7 separate regions of the Mus musculus genome follow, and all the other regions are linked to region 6. The links are chromatin contacts, called in public HiCAR-type, HiChIP or PLAC-seq and promoter capture Hi-C maps. All regions are on one chromosome and are shown on one strand. The core of a region is the stretch at or near the end of the contact, and the rest is flanking DNA. Distances in the headings are between cores, read along the strand shown.

Region 1 (3,026 bases), core at 402-2,901, 880 kb before region 6:
ACTGAGGGAGACTTGAAGGATGCTGAGCTTTTGGCCCCCAGCCCTTAGCTTATGTTTCTGTTGTGCTTTCCAAGGGCTCGGGCAGAACTTAAAAACACAAAGTCCATCTAGGTAAGCCACCTGGTGACAGCAAACCCAAGGCTACCTTCCCAAACCACTGGACCTAAGTGAGCCAGATTCACTCTTCCTTTCAGCCAGCAGCCCCCATGCACTGCCTAGCCAGAGAGACCTTGGGGGGCTGACTCCTCCCTTAATCCCCAGAGCAGATGAGGGAAGGTTAATTTCCATCCTTGACAGCTGGGGCTGGCAGTGACAGAGTAGGTAGCTGGGAGGTGGGGGAGGGAAAGTGGAGCAAGAGGCTGTTCTATACCAGTACCAATAGCTGGCTCAGCCCAATCTCAAGTCCCTTAGAAGACATAACATGCAATTCTCATTGCTTCTCTCTAATACTAAGGAAACCAAGGCCCAGAGTGGGGATAGAAGTGGTCCAGGCTCTTTGGCTCTTAGGTCAGACCCTTCCCCCAGGGCACTCCATGATAGACAAGAAAGGTAGCCTACAGGACCCTTGGCCCAACTGAGTCTCACCATCCTTGCGATAGTAGAGGATGTCCACCTTGCACTCTTCAGCCCCAAGCAGGGCCTGCGCCAGGCGGGACACAGCACTGCTCGGAGTGTTCGGGCCAGTGAGGAAGTCACAGGTACAGGGTCGCTGCATCACCTCCACACGGGAGTAGCCGAAGAGTTCGCAGAAGCCATCATTGCAGTAGATGATGGCACAGTTCTCCATCTGTGCATTGGCAATCAGGAACTTACGACCTGGGGTGGGAAGAAAAAGGTAGGAAGACCGTGGCAGCCAGGAGTGGGTAGTTGGGAGAGAAAGATTACAGGGACCGGTGGCAGCCAAGGAGGGGATTTATACACAGGAGCAGGCAGGGGCCAGAATGAGGGAGGTGGAGGACAGAGCAAGGGAGGGTGGAAGAACCAAGAGTCCTGGGGAAAGGTCATTCCTTCTGGGAGCACAGAGGGGCATGAAGGAGGCAGGGAGCAGAAAAGTAGGGGTGTGGGAACCAAGCTTGGGGGCTAGGGTCAGTAGAGTGGGAGGAAGACCCCAGAACTCCTGGAATAATAGTTGGGATCCAGACCAGAAAGCAGGACTGTGACCAGGGAGTCAGACCTGCTCTGTGGGTGAAAAGAAGGAAGTCAGGCAAACCTCTAGGAGAGGCATGAATGGTCTGGAGGGGTAAGTGGGCAGTGACTGAGAGGGCAGGCCAGGGTTTGTAACACCAAGAAAACTGCTGTGAGCAGGTAGAAGAGTGGCATTATGCCCAAGACACAGCACATATGGAGGAGGTGTTGGGGACATCAAAACGAAAGATTTTGTATTCAGAATCTACCCCCCCCCCCAGCCCCCAGCCCTGCCATTTCTTTTACCCCATCAGAAGTTAGTGAAGAGTTTGGCTGCTCCTGCCATCCAACCCGTACTGCAGAGAGTCCCCCACACCCCCAAACCTCACACTTACTCTGGCCCTCAAACTTGCGGATGATGGTGTCCAAGTAAGTGTTTTGGGGAGCAACGTGGCCCCTGCGGACTGGCATCTTTCTGTAACACCACTTGCTGGGAGTGACCGGTGCCCTGGCTTCTGGCGTCTCCGTCAGTCCTGGGGCTCAGCAGCGTCGGGCTGGGGTGGGCGCCGCCCCCGGGGAGGGCTATCGGGCCCCGCCCGTCCTCCAGCGTCTGCCCTCCCCGCCCTCTCTAGTCCTCCCGCTCCCACGGCTCAGCGCTCCTCCTCCTTCCACGAGGCTTGCGCCCGGGAGCTGTCCGCGTCGTGGTGCTGAAATAAGCCAAGGGACGTGACAGGCAGACGGGGTTGGGGTTGGGGTTGGGGGTCAGGACAAGAGCAAATTCTGATCCATAAGGGGCTCTGAATCCTAGAGAGAGGGGCAGGGGTCCTGAACCTGGGATACTCTGAAGAACTTCTGCTCATGTCCAAATAGACAGAGACCTCAGCATCTCTTTGGACCCCTTTTGATACTGAAGTAGTTTTCCAGGCAGAGGAGGGCAGAAGTTGTTAGGGGCTTCAGATAGTTTTTTGTTGAAGGCTGTCTTCAGGGATTTACCGCTGGGACTGACTGTGGCAATGGGGCACTTAGGCCCCTTGCCCACAAATGGCCGCCACCTATTAGCAAGTGACCACTGGTAAAAGTGTCTGTGTACTGATTAAAAATGAACACACTTAGAAAAAGCAAATTGGGGTGGGGTGAAGTTTATTGAAAAAAAGGGGGGTTTTCTGAGAGGAGAAAAGAAGGGCCACAGTTCATTAAGCACCTTGGTGGACTTGGAACTTTGCAGAGGGTCCCAAGACCAATTTTGAGCCACATTTTAGTAGCAAGCATTCAAAATGAAACATGCACCTTCGGAAAAGGCCCAAGGGTGGTGTCAATGCAGAGGGGCTGAACTGGCCAATGGAGGAGGTGAAAATGCAGGAGAAAAAAATGACAAGCAGCATCCAGTGCTAGTTTGAACATCCAGATTTAATTGATGGACAGCTACGTTTTTAAGAAGTCTGAGGTTCGGAAGGAAATTTGAAGGCCTTTGAAGCAAATATTCTGGCAGAAATATAAACTTTACAAAGTGGATGGGGGGGTGGAGGGGGTGGCCAAGGAGGCTCAGTGAGGTTTCCACTGAAGTCCAGGTGAGAGGCTTAGAGTCCTGGGCGGGATGTGTCCTTGCCACAATACCTGGTGGGGGACCTTGGCCACAGTGGTTGAGAGATGAGAGGGCTGCCAAGTGTGGTTTCCTGGGGGGGCAGAGATGTCTTGGCTGTCCCTGAATGTGGGGAGCAGGCTGGCTGTGGAAGAGAAGTGGGGACAGTATTTCCTATCCAGTCAGTAGCATGGGCTTACGCAGTAAGACATTCATTCATTTGCTTATTCATTCAAGCATTTTTCTGGTCTCCACATTACAAAGAGTAATCCCGACGCATGTTGAGCCTTATGGACCTAACATCTAGTAATGAGGACAAACA
Region 2 (2,904 bases), core at 401-2,900, 940 kb before region 6:
GGCTTGTCTCAGCATGCCTGTCCCAACCTTCAGTGGTAGTAGAAGCAGCTGCAGAGCGCATGGTTAGTCCCTTCAAGAAAGGCACTTTCTTTCTCTTTCTTCCTTACAAGACCTGCTCATGTGCTTGCATGCATGATGCATGCAGTGCCTGAGGAGGCCAGAAGAGAACATTGGGTACCTTGGAACTGAAGTTTAAGGTAGTTGTTAGATGTCACATGGGTGCTGGGAAACAAACCCAGGTCCTCTGCAAGAGCAGCAAGTGCTTTTAACCGCCCAGCCATCTCTCCAAGCCCTGACTTGACTCTTTATGCTTTATTTTTTCCTTTTCCCTCTTCCAGTCATTTTATTTGATAAATATCTTTAACTTTTTAAATCGATTCTTTGTGAATTTCGCATCATGCACCCCAATCTCACACTGATCCTGTCATCCCTCCAGATCCATCCTCTCCACGCTTGCAGTCTCCCTCCCCTAAACAAAACCAAACCAAACCCATCCCTGATGTAGAAGCAGAAGCTGCGGTGTTGTGGAGTGTCACACTGGATATTCTTTTGTCCAAACAGCTTCACTTGCAAATGTCCATTGCCATGAATTATTGGTCTGGTTCGAGGCCTCCGGCTTCTGCCACACTTTCTTTTTTTGTTTTTTGTTTTTGTTTGTTTGTTTTTTGTTTTTTGTTTTTCGAGACAGGGTTTCTCTGTGTAGCCCTGGCTGTCCTGGAACTCACTTTGTAGACCAGGCTGGCCTCGAACTCAGAAATCCGCCTGCCTCTGCCTCCTGAGTGCTGGGATTAAAGGCATGCGCCACCTCGCCCGGCAAAATAAAACAAAGGTTCGGGAGCGGAAAAAGACCGGAACGACACGGGAACCCGCGACCGGCACCGACAGAACCAACTCGCGGAAATCGGGCAAGCCGGCCGCGCTGCCACACTTTCTTAAGGCGTATTTCTATGAAGTACCTTCTAACTATACCCTTAGATGAAGTCATTTTTATCTAAGGGCGGGTCTCTGAAGGTCTTTGAAAAGGAAAACAGGTATATCCAGTGTAAGTAAGTGCTTTGAGGGTTATGAGTAGGACAATTATGACAACTGGGGGTTGGGGGGACGGTCCTAAATGAAGCCTTAGGCACCTAAAGAGCTTCAGTGACCAGCAGTGAGGACTACCAGGTTCTCACCTTTAACCGCCAGGCGGATACTGAGAGTGAGTTTAGAGAAGATTCGACTCCTTTCCATGTCCTTGGGGCCCTTGATGTGCCGGACTTTAGACCACTTATTGTGTCCCGCCGAGGCCGTCGCGCTGACATGCAGCGTCCTGTGTGGCGCTGCACCACAGCCGGGGTTTGCATGCTGGGAGGCGCCCCAAGGACCCACGCGGAACCCGAGGCATCGCACACGAAAGCACGGGACAGCGGTCATTCTCAGGCTGGCGGCAGCCCAAGACATCATCTGCTTCGACAAGGGGCTGCGCGGTGCAAAGATGAGCAGCTAAAATCAGCCCGTCTAGTCCGGCCCCGGAACAACCCGGTCTGGACGTTCAGACCGCTGCTACAGCTCTCCAGAAACTCAGAGGTTCGGCTCTTCCTGACGCTGCACTGCCTTGAGTGACCGCGAAGGAGCCGGGCGCGGGGACCCTAAATGGTGCAGTACACTTCCTTTGCCCGGTCCGCCGCAAAAAGACGTTCCCGGATTCTGCAAAGTTGGTTCCGCTGCCTCGCGGTACTCGTTCCAACCCCGCCCCTGCCAGGAGTGACGCAACCCTTCTTTGCTCCCGGTTGCTTGGAAACGACAGATCACCTTCCCGGAGAGATTCAGGTGACTGACTTTCCTTCCTAACTGAGCAAGTCCAGAATAAGAATTGTTTGGTTGAAAAAGAAATATGTAGTTCAGTCGGTTCATTTTACAGATAAAGAAACCGCCGCCAAGGTTGCCTGTTTAAAAAAAGGAAGCAATAAACAAAAAAGTACTAAATGCTGGGCGTGGCAGGCCATGTCTGTGATTCCAGCACTTAAGAGGCGAAGGAAACCTTAGGACTTTGTCTCAAAAAAAAAAAAAAAGCAAAAACTTTAATTAAAACAAACAACGACAAAAAAAAAAAAAAAAAACAACCAAACAAAATAAGCCACTACCCCACCAGCCGACGAGAAGCGATTTGCCCAGTCATTTAAAACTTTCTGATTTAGATTTCATTTCTGTAAACAAGGATGGCATTGCCTGTTTTGCCAACCCATACTGGACAAAAGATCGGGCCAGCCTTTGAGTCAAACTGCTATCTTCGTTTTCCATCTGTTGTTTTAAAATTAGTTTAAGTATTTTTAATATATGTGTATGGTTGTTTTGACTGCATGTATGTCTGTGCGCTACATGTGTGCCTGGTGTTCTCAGATATTTATTTTACAGATAAAGAAACCGCCGCCAAGGTTGACATCAAGATAGCCTGGAACTGATGGTTGTGAGCTGTCACATGGAGAATCGAAATTGAACCTGGGTCCTCTGGAAGGGCAACCAATATCCTTAACTGCTGAGCTATTTCTCCAGCCCCTTCCACCATCGGTTCTCTTGGCAGAGAAAACAAGAGAAAAAGGACACTATGGAAAAATAAAGAAAAAATAATGTAGCAGCTGCTTGAAACTCTTTAAGAGCTCTCTAGGGGGGGGGTGAATTAAGTCTCAAGAGCGTAACACATTTAAAAAAGCAGGTCAGTGTGAAGGCAGTTTGAAGTCTTGCTCTCTAAAGTTAGGCTGGATGAATTCAAAGTGTGTTTCTGCCATTTAGTAGTGCAACCTTGGGCAAGTTCTTTACTTTCTGTTTCCTTCTACAATGGCCTTGAATAAGCAGGATGAGGGGAAGGGCACGGACACAGATTTTATATTATTTTTTAAAAGATTTATTTTATTATTATACATAAGT
Region 3 (2,911 bases), core at 17-2,516, 820 kb before region 6:
TGCTAAATTTCTAAGATAGAAATGTAACTAGGAATCCTGGTTTTCCCCTCAGCTTTCTGCACTGGGTAGCCCTGGGGAGAAAGAATGTGCCAGGTGGGAGTGGGTCTGCCTTAGGTCTGGCGTCCTGGTTATGAGGACAAAATTTATTCTGCTCGGTGCCTTTTTTTGCTCCTTAAGGCCTTTCGCTCAGAGACCCCCTCCCTGCATCGTGAGTGTGTGTGAGTGTATGTGTGGTCGTCATAACTCTAGTCTTTCCCATACTGCCACACTGGCGGTCAGGAAATGCACTGTGAAGCAGTCAGCTTGGAGACTTGAAGGAATGAGGTAGGGGATGATCCAACAAAGGACTCTCCCAACAGGAGCCTCCCCGGGTCTTGGAAGGCACTTTAAGACCAACACTTAAACAAGATTCCATCCTGCCAAAATCGGTCCCTCCTTTTCCTCCCAGGAGCCCAAATATACCCAGCAAACAATGAGAAATGGCTCAGCGCCATGTTTAGTTTATAAGCATGTATTTATTGCCTGCACCACCAAGGAAGCTGTTGCTTACCTTAAAAAGCCCATTAGCTTCTGCCAGACGAAAAGTTACCATAAGGTAATTCCGGTTTTTGGTTCTCTCTCAACCGTACACTAGACAGCATACCCACCCTCTAAGAAGGAGCCCCCGCCCCAATTCTGGCTTCTACCAGTGGGCAGCTCCCAGCATGCTGAGGTGTTCCAGGGACTGCCTTCACAGTCATGCTTTGCCTCACAAGGTAAAATACCCCATTTCTCTCCTCCTCTCCGTGAGTCTGGCCAGGCATCCAACAGGAAAGAACCTTTTGTTCCCAGCTTGTAGGAAGTCTGAGCTAGGCTCTTATCTATTCGTAGCATTTCCTGGATAGCGGGCCAGGATCTGCTAAGCTCCCAGCCTTGGTCTTGGCAACAGTCTTAAGTACAGACCTTGGCATACACCAGGTCTAGGACTTAAATGAGAAGTTGGAAGGACACAATTTACCCTTAGATTGGTGTCTCTGTCTCTCTCTCTCTCTCTCTCTCTGTGTGTGTGTGTGTGTGTGTGTGTGTGTGTGTGTGTGTATCCTGGAGTGGAAAAAATGGGAGGCAAACTGTATCAACAACAGTGTCTATGTGGTCAATGTGGCTGGTGTGCAGATGCGGAAGGGCAGGGTTATTCCCAGCCTTCCAGTAAAGTGTAAAGTGCCATCTCCGCCCACGAGGGCTGGAAGAGGTGACCCTGGGTTCCCGGAGCTGAGCTTGGGCCCAGGCCAGGCCTGACACCTAGCGGCCTCCTGGGTTTGGGCGTGGAGAGTAGCGAGCGAGAAGCTAGAGACCGGGAACCCGGGCGCCGAACCCGCGCCGCTAACCTTCCCCGCACGCCGGTCCCGAGCCAGTCCGGAGCCAGTCCCGAAGCTGCTGGAGTTCGGGTCCTGAGTGCGGGTCGGTGTAGCCGAGGTGCCCTACCGAGTGCCGGCGCCTGGCGGGACTTCCGGCGCAGGTGACCGTCGCCTCCTCGCGCGCGCTACCGCTTCCCCGCCGCCGCCCCGTCTCCATGGCGACGCCGTCGCGCCGAGGCTCGTGGAACCTGCCGAGCGTCCGGGGCGCGGCGCGTGGACGCGCGCAGGCCTGGCGGCGGCGGGACAAGGTAGGCGACGGGGAGGTGGGGAGCCGAGTTCCGCGCGGAGGGGCGGAGGGGACTGTGGCCAGGTGAGGCAGGGCTTCGAGCCGCCCTTCCGCGCGCACCTGCCCGCACCGACCCGGCGCTGCCCGGCTTGTCCCCTGACGCGGGTGTTGTGCTGCTGGCACCCGGCAAGGCAGCCGGGGGAGCGCGGGCCGCGTCTGCCCGAGTTAGAATGGGGACTGCTGGTGACTTGAATTCAAGTCCAGGGGCCTGCGGCTGTACTGTAGAACAAAGTGGGTGGGAGTGGACCAATCTGCATTCGCCACGACTGAGCTCCCACTGTCCCCGCGGCCGGTCCCTGCGCTCAGGTGCGGGCCTGGTGGATCCTCTTTCTCTTCTTCCGCATCCCACCGTCCTCGGGCAGGATAACTAGTTCCTATCCTGGCAGAACGCCTGGCTTCGTGCTTTGGCCTTGGAAGTGACTCAGGGGCGGAACTTCTCGGAGAGAGGGATCTGCTGCCGCCTCTGACTCCTGGAGTGGTAGCCAGGCCACCTCCCCCTTTCCGGTCACTTCTCTTCTTACCCTTACCACCTTTCCACAGGCGCTGCAGCACCACAAGTCACAGACACTTTTGGTTGCCCTTCCTTTTTTTGTCTTGGCAATTTTCTTTAAGAAAAGCCCCATCTCCGATACCTGAGTTCTGTCCGCTTCTTAACAAAACAAAAAGCAAAGTGTTCTCACCTCCCTTAGATACCTTGATTGCTCCTCAGCACTTGGATCTGGGAGGAAAATACTGGACTGCTCCAACCCCACCCCTTGTAGGAGGAGCTCCTGGAACCAGAAGTAGAGTTGCACACAGATGCCCTGCCCTGCCATTGTCCCTGGGTAGGCAGAGCCCAGGTTTCTTGAACTTACAGACATCTGAATGCTGGGATTAAAGGCCATGCCAGGCCTTGCGTTCCATTTTCTAATCGCCTCACAATTAATTAGAGTACAAGTGGGAATATGAAATTTCAGACATTAAAATTACCACCTAGGTCACTTGTGGTGACAAGAGGCTGTGTTCCTAGAATGTGGGAGCCTGATGCAGGGAGACTGAACGTTTAAAGCCAGCAGACCTACAGAGGGAGATCTTGGTCTAACGCCCCCTCCCCCGCAACAAGAACTAAAGGCAGACTGTTTGACAGTCTTCCTCGCTCTAGAAGTTTGTACTCTATAGGGGGAATGAATGGGTTGGTGGTGGGGCAGGAGGGATCTGGTCATCTTCATGGGTCCGTTGACGTCACTATGAC
Region 4 (3,063 bases), core at 234-2,733, 780 kb before region 6:
TGGGGTTCCAAGGACAACAGCTGTTTGCAGCTGCAGATTTTCCTTTAATCTATCATGGGCTCTTAAGCTGCAGCTGCCTGGCATTGGCTCTCTTTGGCTTTTACAAAGGGAAAAATTGTTGAGAAGGAAATTCCTGAGCTCTGGACCATTACACATGAAAAAGAAGTCATGAAACCTATGCACATTTTAGCAGGGGAAGAAAGAAAACAATTCAATGAGTTATTATAAATGTTAGATAAATTCAAAAATTTTATCTGATTTTTAATAACATTCTCACCTTTACCAAATGTATACCCTTCTTGTTTAGTGAAACGTTCTATACACATTTACCATCTCAATAACAGTCTCTTTCTCCCGGCAAGTAAGAAACATGTCTGTGGTTGCTCTACTGTTTGCCCTGCCCCAGTTTCATGAAAACACATCAGAGGTAACTGTGCTTCTCCCAATGCTCCAGGCTAGTCTGCATCAACCAGGAGGAAGAGCTACTGTGGGTGAAGTAAGGACCAGATGGCAGCAAATGCTGTGCTACAGACCCCAGAGAATTAGAACAGATCAGGTGGCACCTTTGGTTTTCATCTAGCTGGCATCTCTAGTCACTATGTAAAGCTTAACAGTGCTAGGTAGCCACAATGACTTCTAGCTAGGCCAGAGATGTGGATGGAAGCAGGACTTTCCCAGGTAACAGCTGTAGGTGGGACATTACTCTGGGAAGAAAGGAAAAGGAGAAAAGGAAGCAGTGTAAGGGTCATATAAACAAATGGAAGACCACAGCGGTTTCCTGCTTTGCTTACCATACTGTAAGAAAATATTTGAAACAAGAGTGGTGATGTTCTTAAAAAGTGGTAATGGTAGAGGATCCAAAGGGAAAGTGGGCTGAAAGAGAAAAACTGCCTAACTTTTCACTTGGGCTGAACTGACCTTTAATACAAAAGTCTTAAGATAGAGTGGTGAAGTATGCCAGGCTCAAAATAATATGAGAGATCCAGAAAGTCAACATGAATATAACACACCACTGAGAGAAGACAGCAATGTCCCAGAGAAGTACCTGTCTCTCCCCAGAGACTGTCAAAACTGTTGATTTGTGCTCGCTCCACTTCCTCTTCATCTTTTTCTGGAAGATCAAGTAGGTAGGAGACAATCTGAAACAAGAAGTCATGTCAGCTCACACTGCAGGTGAAAAGCTACGCTGCTGGCACTGATCTGGAAGGCAATCCTCTCACTAAATTTCTTACACACAAAAAATCAGTACTGTTTGCTTTACAAAAGAAAACTGAAACCATTCTGATAGAAAGCTGTCCTATCAGACAGTTTACATGTTTTTATTTAACATACTCCATATATCATGTGATTTAAAAATGACATATTCTTCTTATTTAAGCCAATGACACAATCTCTTGTCTGACGCCCAATAAGCACACAGGAAAGGAATGTGGAGAAAGCTGAGGTCTATACTTCCTTTAAGTAATTGTTTTGTTTCCTCTCAGAAGTATGAGGACTGCCTGGGAGGGAGAATAACTGCAAACCACAAACAAAAGTGACAGCTGTCTTGAGGAATCTGATTGTATTAGGAGTTAAGGGACTTTCCACAGACAATACACATTTCAGTTTTGCTTCATATTCACTTGGCGACCCCTAAGGCCAGCTGAGAGGACTGCTGCTTCACTGGAGCATCCCTTGCAGTGGGATGGGCTCCTGAGTAGAGACCCAGGAGAGCTGATTCTATGTTTCAGAAATTTTACACGCTGTCCCTATCCCCACCCCTAACAGGGTTTCTCTGTGTAGCCCTGGCTGTCCTGGAACTCACTCTGTAGACCAGGCTGGTCTTGAACTCAGAGATCTACCTGACTCTACCTCCTGAATGCCGGGTCTAAAGGTGTGCACCACTACCACACCAGTTTACGAGGTGATTGTTAAACAAAGCCAGTCACTTATTAAAACTTGAAATATAAAGAAATTATATGAAAAATATTAAAAAATACCTAACTATAGGCTGGCACCCACTGGTAAGAGTACTTGCCTAAAATGTGTGAGATCCTGGATTTGATCTCAACACCACAAAAAACAAACAAAAAAGTCCCTCAATTCTTAAAATTTCTCAATTAGTTAACTATGTCCTACTGTTGTCATCTGTGATTTTAAGGTTATTTATATGTATTGCATCTGTATGGATGAAACGCTGTCACGTGTGCTACTGTGTATTTCTTCCCACCTCCATATTGAGTGACATAACACTGGCAGCTTGAAGTCAGCCATGGTAGCAATAGTTACAAACTTTATAAATCAATGTTTGGTTTAGAGCAAAACTGAAAATGCGTTTCATTTTTTTTTTTTTTTTTTTTTTGGTTTTTTTTCGAGACAGGGTTTCTCTGTGTAGCCCTGGCTATCCTGGAACTCACTCTGTAGACCAGGTTGGCCTCGAACTCAGAAATCCGCCTGCCTCTGCCTCCCAAGTGCTGGGATTAAAGGCGTGCGCCACCACGCCCGGCCCAATGCGTTTCATTTTAATCAGTACAGGTGAGAGACAGTTAACAGTAAATCCAACATCAGAGTCAATGGCCGTAAAATTACTGGGAAAAAGCAAATTAGATGCAATTCTACTTGTTACATCATAGGTTGCAACCACAGGTTGGCTACAGATTCATATTTGACCAAAGCCAACACTCAATTAACCATTCAATTGAGAACACTGTTTGTCACAGTGTAGCCCATTCCTTAGATTAGTAAAATTTATAATAAGCATAAGCAGCTGTGTACCTGCTCCCTGGTTATAGTCTTTTCCTTTCCTCATTGTCAGTTACTTAACATTTCACAGAATACTACCAAGTCCATGAATTTGCCACACTTATTAATAATGTAGAAAATGCCATCTGTATGGTATTAATTATTTAGAGCATCCTTCATAGCAGCCTTGTAAAAAGACTTCAGTAACTTTATGGATGAAGACTAGGGTTCTAAGGCAGTAAGAAAACTGTACCATCTTGGACCAAAATCAACCATTCTGAGGTTCTGTGGGGTGCATCCTTCTTGTCCCAAAATGTCTGACCATATGTCTACAGGTCAGTA
Region 5 (3,182 bases), core at 619-3,118, 910 kb before region 6:
AAGGAGCTTATGATAACAAACAAAGGAGATATGGCACTTTTATTTTAGAAAAACAAAACCCACAAGGTAGTGGGACACAGTGGCATATGTTGGTGATCCCTGCATTTGGGAGGTGGAGGCAGGTGGGCCACATGAGACTGTCTCAAAAAATAATAACCTCATAAGACACTATGCACACCAGGACCCTGAAGCCCAGCTCCAGTTTTACTGCCACTGTGGGGGTAAAAAAAGCCACTAGAGAGGAGACAAGAAATAGGGCTCTTCACTAGGAAAGGGCGGCTCGGTACACACTCCCTGGGACTGTAAACTGCTGGTGTATGTGTGACGTCTAGACAATCAAAGGCCATCCTTTTCACCCTTTTCTCAAAGAAGATGCCAAAAAATGGTGACCCTTTCCCAGAGAAACACATGTGCTCCCGAAATACCATAAACAAACCTAAAATGCTCAAATGTTTTCACCTGACCCTTCACATATAAAACAGAAGCCCTCTCCTAGATCACTGTGGGTCAAAAATAATAAAATCTGGTTTGTTCAATGCCTTATAGCTAAATCCTAGACCACCTACTTCTTCCACTGCTCCCACCATCTTGTCATTTGTCTCCAGTCTGATGTTCATAAGAGTAAGGCAGAGTACTGGCTATAAATACCACTGGCCAAAGCTTTCAGTATCTCTGATTACTGTCATTCATTTTTTTTTTTTTAACTCAAATTACAACAAAAGAATGAAGGTAAGAGATTAGGGAAAGAAAATTCTTCTCAATACTTTCAAACCTATACCCTGCATATAAAAATTCTCTCCTTCTGCCAGTGTTTTGATGAAGTGATGATGTCCAGCAATGCTGCAAATGAATGTGTAAAGAACCACGAAAAGAACAGGTCAAACGTCATCTTTCTCTATTCAGAAATAATGGCGGGATAATGCCACAGACTAAGGTTTCCAAGGATAGGCTGTTTGGGGGAGGGTGAACATCAAGGAGCAAAACCAATGACCAATGACAACCTAGCATTAGGGCTCTGTATCCATGAGAAACACCTGAGATGGGGAAGATCTTGCAATAAATAGCCCTAACAGAAATCTCGCGTGGCCAGGAATGCACGACCACCAATCCAAGCGCCGCATCTTCCTCCACTGCCTCTCTCCCGCCCCCCACCTAGCAACAGAAGCACTGCGACAGGAGTGGGGGAAATGAGAGGGACGGAGGACATAGCTTTGGGGGTGTGACTCCGATCTGAAACCTGCTACTACCATCGAAAATCTTATCTGCCTCAGGCATGTCACAACACCGTGCCTCGGTTTCCCCCGGCTGTCAAAACTAAATAAGAGGCAACGAGTGTGACAACCTCAGCGACAGGACCACAGAGGACCCACCCCCTTGTTGTGGTCAAGGCGAGTTTGCAGGAGAGTTGTGGGGACCGGGGCTGCCGCCCACCTCGAGCGTTCCCCGCCGGCTACACGCTGAGCCCCGGCACAACTCACCTTGTTGTTGTACTCTTCCACGAAGCTGCCCAGCGCCAGGCGAAAGCGCTTGTCCGGCCGCACGCTCCAGTTCATGGCGTACACAGTCCAGGGCGCTTCATATTTGTAGATCTCCTTCCGTTTGCCGTGCAGGGACATGGTGGCGGCTGGGCCGCAGAGCCGGCCAGAGAGGCAGCGGGCTGGGGCACAAGACAGGCGGGGACCCGGGCTTGGGTCCGCGGGTCCGAGGGGAGGCGGGGCCGGGGCGGTCAAGAACGGCCTAGCCCTCCAGCGGGTCCTCGGCTACACACACTCACACTCGGCCGGGCCCGACCACCAGTTTCAAACCAGCTCGGGCAGCGCTACCACCTTCCGTTTGGGATGCCGGCCCGCCCTCTCGGAACGGAAGCCACGCGACCCCGCAGCGGCGACGAGCGTTGGCTGCCGGGTACGTCCTTTCCAAACTGTTCCTTCTTTTCATTGGTCGACACAGTTGTAGCGCCCGCGCCCTCCTTACTATTGGTGAAAATGTTTGTCATTCTGCTCATTAGCCCCGCCCAGCTCCTGGAGGCGGGCTCTTTTGAAGTCCCAAAGATCATTGGCTACCCAAGATGTCAGTCAAGGGGATAACGGCGCAGTGCGGGTGAATGGGGGCGTGGGTGGCATGGGGGCAAGTGTGCCCCTCTACTGATCCAAATTCTAGGCCAAGAGTAAAGCCTGCTATTTCTCCTCTGCTGCTGCTGTTCTGATCACCTCTCTCCACTGACAGTAACTGTCAAACCTACCTTCATGGAGGACCACCTGCGTTTATTACATCTCCCTATGTCCGGCGGTCCCTCAGTCTTTGCCAAACGGGAACTCTCTCCAGCTCCAATGCCCACCTTTTAACTGTTCTCTTTCAGGCATGATAGAAACGTCCAGGGACAGGCTAGATTGATTAAGGCTTTCCTGCGCTTTCCTACAGACACTAAAGAGACTCCTGAATTCTGGGATCGATTTGCAAATGACCTGGCTATTAGTCACTTACCTTCTTCCTCTGGGATGTTCAGAAGCCAAATGGTAATCCAACTTTAAATGCTTATATGCCATGAGTTTGAAATGCAGAAAAACCTGGATCTAGGTACACCAATATAAATGTAAATTCTTTCAACGATATTGAAAGGGGTTGTATTGAATTGTTAGGCAGTACTTTAAAACACGTTAATTTTACGTGTATTTGTATGTGCCCGAGTATAAGTAAGTGTACTACATGTGAACAGTTGCCCACGGAGGTCAGAAGAGGCATTCAATCCCCTGGAACTGGAGTTAGTTACAGATGGGAATCCAACCCAGGTCTGCTGCAAGAGCATCCAGTGCCCATAGGGCTATCCTACCTCTCCAGTCTGTAAAATACAATTTTTAATGGATACAAACACTTGGAAGCCTTGAGGGACAATAGTATACACTTATCAACCATCTTTTAGTAATGGCCACCTGTATGAACAAGTCTACTGGGCACTTTTATTTTTACATAGAGCCTAGGCATGGTGTTACACACCTCTAATCCAGCTCTTGGGAGGTAGAGTCAGGAGAACCAGAAAGTCACTCTTATCCTGGGCTACAGAGCCAATTAGAGGCAGCCTGGGCTAGTTGAGAATCTGTTTCAAAATAATAAAAGTTAAAAGAAAATTAACTGGATACCTAGGTGTGTATTTTATTGAAACGTTTTATTTCTGTGCATATCAG
Region 6 (2,797 bases), core at 152-2,651:
CACCACTGCACTTGGCTAACTGGTCCTTTAACTGCGAAAAGAGGATACTGGGCTACATGATTTTCAAAATCCCTCTCAACTCTACGAAGCTTTATCTAGTCTTATCTACCTAACAATGCAGGCAGGGTGCCTACTTTGCAACTGGAATATATACATATACTTATTTTTGAGACAAGCTCTCATGCAGCCCAGGCAGGAGTGGAACTCTACGTAGCAAGGATGCTCTTGACCCCACTCAACCTCTTGTCTCTGCCTCCCAAGAGATTACACCCCTACATCTTAGGAGGTACGTGCCTGGCCAGTGACCTCGGTACTATAGAGAAACTATCAGTGCTTATTATCATAACCGATGAGCCATCTCTCCAACCCCCTGATGCCTATTACCTTAAAGTTCCAGGTTTACTTTCAAACGCCTCCTAGAAACAGGGACAACCAGTTCTAGTATTTTATAAAGGAATTATTCTTGTCTTCGGAAATGACCTCTTTCGCTTTGAGCAGACTCGTCTCTCCACTCTGCTGCACGCATCTTTCTTTGGTAGAAGTCCCACATCTCCAAACCCAACACCTCAAGAAAAGATGTTATGATCTAATCCTCTCCTCCCACAGTACGTTAGGATCCGACCACATCAATCTAGCTCTGATGGAAACGTCCCAGCAGAAGGTAAACTGTAGAAGCTACCCTAAGATGACTGAACGACTTTACGGTTGCCACAGGCCAGCCACATCAACGCGACACTCGTAGAACTAGAGAGTTCAACAACAACAACAACAAAGTCCAACCCCAATGGCTTCAAGACTTTGTTAGAAGACAGCCCCTTTGCCTCCTAACCCGTCCCCTCCCCGACCCGTTCTGGGCCGGAGTTCTCCATCAGGTCAGTGATAAAACGATCCCGGTGCCCCCATTTTTCTTGCCGTCTGGAGGAGGCGCGTCCCACACTGCGGGCACAACGGAGCGCACCTTGCTTCTCCGGGCACACCAGCGGGGAGCTGTTCTCCTGCACTTTCCTCTCCGCCGCCGCGGCCTGCTCCTCGGACCACTTCACGTTGTCCCTGTGAAAACCAAACGGGCAGCTTCAGGCCCACCGGTCCCGGACCCGGGAACGTCGGTCCTCGGGAGGCGAACGCTTCAGCTACCGCCGCGGGAGGAGGGCCAGCGGGCAGGGCTTTTCTCCAAGTGCTCCGGGCTGGCGAAGAGCCGGGCGAGATGCAGGGCAGTTACCAGGCATTGTGATGGAAGACGCGCGCCGGGTCGCTCAGGAACCGGTGCCCGAACTGCGGTCTCTTCCCGTCCTCGGTCTCCGGCACGCCTTCAGGGAAGGAGGCCGCCATGACACCGGAGACGGAAACGCCTTCTCTTCCCGAAGGCGAGGACTTCCTGTGGGCCACGCCCCTTCCGGAAGTAGCGTCACTGGGAGGGAAGATGGAGGGCGGGGCGGGGCGGGGCGGGGCGGGGCGGGGCGGGGCGGGGCGGGTTCCAAGTGATTGGGAAGCTCAGCGGAGGCGAGTCCGAAAGGAGTCATTTCTCCCTGGAGATGCACAAGGGCGTGCAGCACGGGGAGGAAGTAGGAGGCTATTCCCTCGAGTACGGTTCCGTGCAGGTCCCAAGATTCCCCCCAGGAAAAGCTTTGACTAGCCGACTGTGATGAGACGTGGTCACCAGACCACAGTCCGCGGGGAGGCAGCGCGTGGGTTTTGAGAGCATGAAGCTTCCGTGTTAAATGACATAACCGACCACACCTCCTTGAAAAGCCAGGCTTAATTGGCACAATAAAAATTGTAATTCGTTCATGCATAGAGCTTGTAATATGTATTCAATTTATTTAAATGTATACATTGTACACTTATATACTATACATATATGTATAAATATTTTAAAACTAATAGTAGGTCACTGGTATATAATTTATAATTGCACATTTTTAGCCTTATATTTTCTATTTAAATAAATTTCCCCTTTATGTGTACGCATGGTTGTGCACCACGTGCATGCAATGCTCATGGAGGCCAGAAGAGGGCACCAGATCTCCTCGAACTGGAGTTACAGATGCTTGTGAACCAACATATGGGTACCAGGGATCAAAATATGGGTCTCCTAGAAGAGTAGCCAGTGCCCTTAATTATAGGGCTCTCCAGGCTCTATAATTTCTTTAGGCTTGGTGGCAGGCAGCTTACTTGCTGTGCCATTTTACCAGCCAGAGTTATTGTTGTTGTTGTTATTATTGTTGTTGTTTTTGTTATTATTTTGATACATTTTGAAGGACTATGTAATTCTGGCTGGCCTCCAGCTCTCTATGCAGATTAAACTGGCCTCAAACTCAGAGATGTGCCTGTCTCTGCCTCTCAAGTACCGGGATTAAAGGCATTCACCATCACATCCAGCTATATGTATTTTTTTTTTTTAATATCATGCTCTTTAAAAGCTGTTAGTGTTCACATTCAACAATCCCATTATATAATTTTTGTGTGTGCAGAAAGCTCATTGTCCTTTTACTTGAAGTTCCAACATTATTTTTAATAAGTGAGCCATTTGAAATATATGGCTGCTTCTCTTTCTCTCTCCTCTCCTCCCTCCCTTCTTCCCCCCCCCCGTGTGTGTTTTAATTATTATTTTCTTTTTAAATATAGAATTCCTCTATATAGCTCTGACTATCTCATAACTCTCTTTGTAGACCAGGAAGGTTTCAACTTCAGAGATCTGCCTGCCTCTGGCTTCTGGGTACTGGGATCAAAGATGTGTGCTGCCTCCACACCTGGCTAGGTTTTTATTTTTGAGATTATGACATTACATCACTCCTCC
Region 7 (3,005 bases), core at 231-2,730, 890 kb after region 6:
AAAGCTTCCCGCCTCCCCCCGCACACTCCCCCAAAAAACCAGGGCTGGGAGCGCAGATCCTAAATCACACGACGAACAAAGCAGCGAGCTCCCCTAGACGACCTCAGGTGAACGCTCTGGTGCGCACCGCTGCAGAGGCAAAACGCCAAGGCTTCCGTGTTCATCACCCCCTGTTCTTTAACATGGGTCCAAGCCGGGTCCTCCAAAGCCTGGCCACAGCTCTTGGCATGCTACGATAGAGACGTGACTCGCCGCAAAAAGATGGCACCTCGCGTTCAGAGAGGGGGGAAAAAACGGAGAGGGGTGGCAGCGGGAGGAGACACATCGTACTCCCCCCTCCTCGCCCACCCAGGTCCACACCCACTGCCGCAGTGAGGGGCGAGCCCTGCGCGCCAGCCCGCGCCTCCGGCAGGGAGCGCACATGCCGGGAGCCCGGCGCAGAACGCAGAGAAAGAAACGCGCCCCGAAATGCACCTGCAGCCCTCGCGTGGGTCTGTGCCTGGCTGCAACGCTGCGCGCCCTCGAGCGGGGAGCCGCTGCCAGCCAGCCCGCTGACACCGCGAGGCCAGGTGACCCCTGACTCTTCGAGCTCCCACATTGGGATCCGCGCACTACCTTCTCTCGGGCACGGCGCTGCCCCTGTCACTGTACCAAGCGCGCGCAGGGGGAAGGGCGACTAACGTGACAGCGCCTGGACCCCTCCCCATCCTCCGGATTCCTCCCAGCCCCCAAATGTCCCCTGCCGGCTTCTGAAGGAGGAAAAGGGGAGGGGGCGGGCCACCGCCTTAAATCAGGGCCAGTGAAGGCCGTGTCAGAATCGCTGTCAGGGAGGTGGAGAGACATGAAGGCAGTCATCTTTTCTAGAACCCGATCCACACCTTCCTTAGGGCTGATGGCAATCAGGAGCAGAGAAATCCGATTTCAGGTTCTGTTTCGGGGGTCGTCGTTGGACCCCCATGCACACTCACAGACCCACGCCCATTGCGGCAAAAGGCTGAGATCCAGATTACAGAACAACCCCTTCCCTAGGTCACCGTCATCCGCGCCCCACCCTGCGGGCACAGCCCCCCTCATTTGCGCGGAGCCGATAGTGGGGACCCCAGCACTCATAGATACACGCATTCGCTCGCGTGCGTGCATCTCTTGCACGCGTTCCTTCCCAGCTCCCCAGCGCCTAGGGCGCAGAGAGGCCCCCGCCGTTGCGCCTGATTGATGCCCAGCTCCCTAAATCCATCTCTGGGGCGAGGGGTGGCAGGAGGACGGCGCACAGGGCCAGAGGGGACTGGATTTCAGAGCTGCGGCGCTTACCTGATAATCGACAGAAGGCGAGGACAGAAGAGGACAGCGGAGGAGAAGGTGGTTGTGGCGGCGGCGGCAGAAGGTGGGCGGTGGCGGCGGCGCTGCTGCTGGTGCTGGAGCTGGTGGGTGGCGGAGACTGAGAGCGCGCGCGGCCGAGAAAGCGCGTTCTGGAGGCCGGCGGGCAGCGCAGGCGCGAGCCACGGGAGCGCGAACCTCCCTAGGGGAGGGGCGGGCAGCGAGGCCTGGGCGGGCACCTCCCCTTCCGACCGCTAGGGGGCGCACGCGAGCGCCCCTCAACCCTCCTCTCTCCGCGCCGCTCGGCTCGCCCCTCTCCGCGCTTCCCTCCCCGGGTCCCGCCACGCCTCGGGCCGCGGTGCTGACCGCCGCGCGCACGCGCATTCCGTGGCGCACGCGCACCCGGCCTCCCGGGGCTGCAGCCTTTGTCTAGTCCAGGGGTCCCCTCCCTCGGTCCCCGCGGGGTCCAGGCAGAGCGGTGTGTCGGTCATCGTCCGCTTTTCAGTTCACCCTCGCTGGCTCTCCAGGCGGTACACCGTGAACCCCAAGTGCTACAGGCTCCCCGAGTCTCCTAAAATGTGGCCCTCCAGATAGAGCGCACTTTCTATTTCCAGGGCCAGCTGTTCGCTTGCTTTCTTTCCACCTGTTTTTGTTAATGGCCAAAGTGAATGATTTCCTTGACAAATCTTCTCGAAACAGATTAACTTGACCGTAATACACTTTAGCGTTTTCGTGGAAAAACAATTGTTTTTAAATCAAGGAGCATTCAAACCCATTAGGTATCTTGACTGTGACCCTAGCGAAGAAAAATCTTTAAATAGGTAAGTTCTAATGATGCTTACCACACACACTGCAAGGCATTTTCACAGAGTTATTTTTATCTCGTTTATTGAAACACCTTTGTACAGCGTGAGAGCTGAATTTTTAAGGTGCCTGCTGGAGATGGCCACCTGCTGGATGTCAAGCTTCCGGTTGAAATTGGTCATTAGTTCTCCTTCCAGCTACGTAGGCGTGGGCTGTGGCTTTAGCTTAATATCTTACCTCCCCAAAGCTCAATTCTCTTGGACAGCTGGAGCCTGTTCAAATGCAAGGAAGAGAGACAGGCACCTACTTCTTGCCAAAGAGGCGAAAACTTGTCTTGAAGCTTTCATTTGCATGCCGTTTTTTCTTTATTTTTCAAGGCAGGTTCTCACTATGTTGCCCTGGCTGGCTTGGAGCTCACAGAGATCCCCTGCCTGCCTCTGCCTCTAGAGTGCTGAGATTAAAGGTGTGCACTGCTATCCCAGCAGTTGTTTCTAAAACTCCAACGTTGTACCTGCTCGGTGTGTTGGCTCACATCTGTAATCCCAGCATTCAGATAGGCTGAGACTTGTTCAAGATCAGCCTGGGCTATATAGCAGAATCCAAGCCAGCCTGAATTGTATTACAGGGTGAAAGTGAGTCAACAAACAAACAAACAAACACACTTCTGGGCTGGGGGGGTGGATGGTTGTGAGCCACCATGTGGTTGCTGGGATCTGAACTCAGGACCTTCAGAAGAGCAGTCAGTGCTCTTAACCCCTGAGCCACCTCTCCAGCCCCCAAAATAAAATTTTGAGATAACTTTGGGTTCAGTTTTCTAGCACCACAAACATTTTTTCCCATATGAGCTTAATTACTGAATTATTCTGGAATGACGCAAATGGGGCTAA

Evidence for each region. Promoter capture Hi-C pulls out the DNA fragments that hold promoters and counts their contacts. HiCAR-type assays count read pairs that join an accessible place to other places. HiChIP or PLAC-seq counts read pairs in DNA pulled down with a chosen protein or histone mark.
Region 1: a contact with region 6 is called in a promoter capture Hi-C map of liver, with 3 times the contacts expected there. The contact joins the promoter of Kcnh6 here to the promoter of Mettl2 in region 6. A contact is called at or near these places in 2 of 39 promoter capture datasets (the C10 cell line and liver).
Region 2: a HiCAR-type map of kidney shows a contact between it and region 6, with 5 times the contacts expected there. The contact joins the promoter of Taco1os here to the promoter of Mettl2 in region 6. A contact is called at or near these places in 1 of 39 promoter capture datasets (embryonic stem cells) and 1 of 115 datasets of contacts at active chromatin or transcription factors (kidney).
Region 3: a contact with region 6 is called in a FOXA1 HiChIP or PLAC-seq map of pancreatic cancer cells. The contact joins the promoter of Cyb561 here to the promoter of Mettl2 in region 6. A contact is called at or near these places in 4 of 39 promoter capture datasets (embryonic stem cells, liver and stem cell-derived epiblast-like cells) and 1 of 115 datasets of contacts at active chromatin or transcription factors (pancreatic cancer cells).
Region 4: an H3K4me3 HiChIP or PLAC-seq map of bone marrow-derived macrophages shows a contact between it and region 6, with 5 times the contacts expected there. The contact joins the enhancer-like site here to the promoter of Mettl2 in region 6. A contact is called at or near these places in 1 of 15 datasets of contacts at CTCF or cohesin (pro-B cells), 1 of 484 Hi-C or Micro-C datasets (pro-B cells), 2 of 115 datasets of contacts at active chromatin or transcription factors (bone marrow-derived macrophages and craniofacial prominence) and 2 of 9 other capture datasets (adipose tissue and liver).
Region 5: a contact with region 6 is called in a promoter capture Hi-C map of embryonic stem cells, with 4 times the contacts expected there. The contact joins the promoter of Dcaf7 here to the promoter of Mettl2 in region 6. A contact is called at or near these places in 2 of 39 promoter capture datasets (embryonic stem cells and pre-B cells), 1 of 484 Hi-C or Micro-C datasets (Sertoli cells), 2 of 115 datasets of contacts at active chromatin or transcription factors (astrocytes and kidney) and 1 of 9 other capture datasets (liver).
Region 7: a contact with region 6 is called in a promoter capture Hi-C map of liver, with 2.3 times the contacts expected there. The contact joins the promoter of Mapt here to the promoter of Mettl2 in region 6. A contact is called at or near these places in 13 of 39 promoter capture datasets (the 3T3-L1 cell line, the C10 cell line, the HPC-7 cell line and 9 more), 1 of 484 Hi-C or Micro-C datasets (the HPC-7 cell line) and 1 of 9 other capture datasets (adipose tissue).

What each region holds. Positions count from the first base shown.
Region 1 is chr11:106,006,773-106,009,798 of GRCm38.p6, reverse strand. It overlaps Kcnh6 (potassium voltage-gated channel, subfamily H (eag-related), member 6), which reads right to left and starts at 1,651. Exons shown (of 13, transcript NM_001037712.2): 1 at 1,521-1,651; 2 at 586-816. The coding sequence starts at 1,596. Ace3 (angiotensin I converting enzyme (peptidyl-dipeptidase A) 3) reads right to left here. Exons shown (of 15, transcript NM_001101453.3): 15 at 2,249-2,849. All of the region lies in intron 2 of Gm35971 (a long non-coding RNA gene), which reads left to right.
Region 2 is chr11:106,064,787-106,067,690 of GRCm38.p6, reverse strand. It overlaps Taco1os (a long non-coding RNA gene), which reads left to right and starts at 1,650. Exons shown (of 3, transcript XR_003949781.1): 1 at 1,650-1,809; 2 at 2,395-2,904. Taco1 (translational activator of mitochondrially encoded cytochrome c oxidase I) reads right to left here and starts at 1,600. Exons shown (of 5, transcript NM_027346.2): 1 at 1,173-1,600. The coding sequence starts at 1,443.
Region 3 is chr11:105,942,842-105,945,752 of GRCm38.p6, reverse strand. Cyb561 (cytochrome b-561) reads left to right here and starts at 1,266. Exons shown (of 6, transcript NM_007805.5): 1 at 1,266-1,642.
Region 4 is chr11:105,900,136-105,903,198 of GRCm38.p6, reverse strand. Tanc2 (tetratricopeptide repeat, ankyrin repeat and coiled-coil containing 2) reads right to left here. Exons shown (of 26, transcript NM_181071.3): 18 at 1,046-1,139. Among named protein-coding and RNA genes, the nearest start is that of Cyb561, 43 kb to the left of the region's middle. Within about 2 kb of position 1,483, at least 61 of the 459 cell types and tissues checked have an H3K27ac peak or open chromatin away from gene starts, as enhancers often do. A contact at or near this core is called in bone marrow-derived macrophages, where this site is marked.
Region 5 is chr11:106,035,558-106,038,739 of GRCm38.p6, reverse strand. It overlaps Dcaf7 (DDB1 and CUL4 associated factor 7), which reads right to left and starts at 1,868. Exons shown (of 7, transcript NM_027946.3): 1 at 1,479-1,868. The coding sequence starts at 1,616. It overlaps Kcnh6 (potassium voltage-gated channel, subfamily H (eag-related), member 6), which reads right to left. Exons shown (of 13, transcript NM_001037712.2): 13 at 3,146-3,182.
Region 6 is chr11:105,125,029-105,127,825 of GRCm38.p6, reverse strand. It overlaps Mettl2 (methyltransferase like 2), which reads right to left and starts at 1,401. Exons shown (of 9, transcript NM_172567.3): 1 at 1,220-1,401; 2 at 959-1,050. The coding sequence starts at 1,329.
Region 7 is chr11:104,229,911-104,232,915 of GRCm38.p6, reverse strand. It overlaps Mapt (microtubule-associated protein tau), which reads right to left and starts at 1,480. Exons shown (of 12, transcript NM_001038609.2): 1 at 1,309-1,480.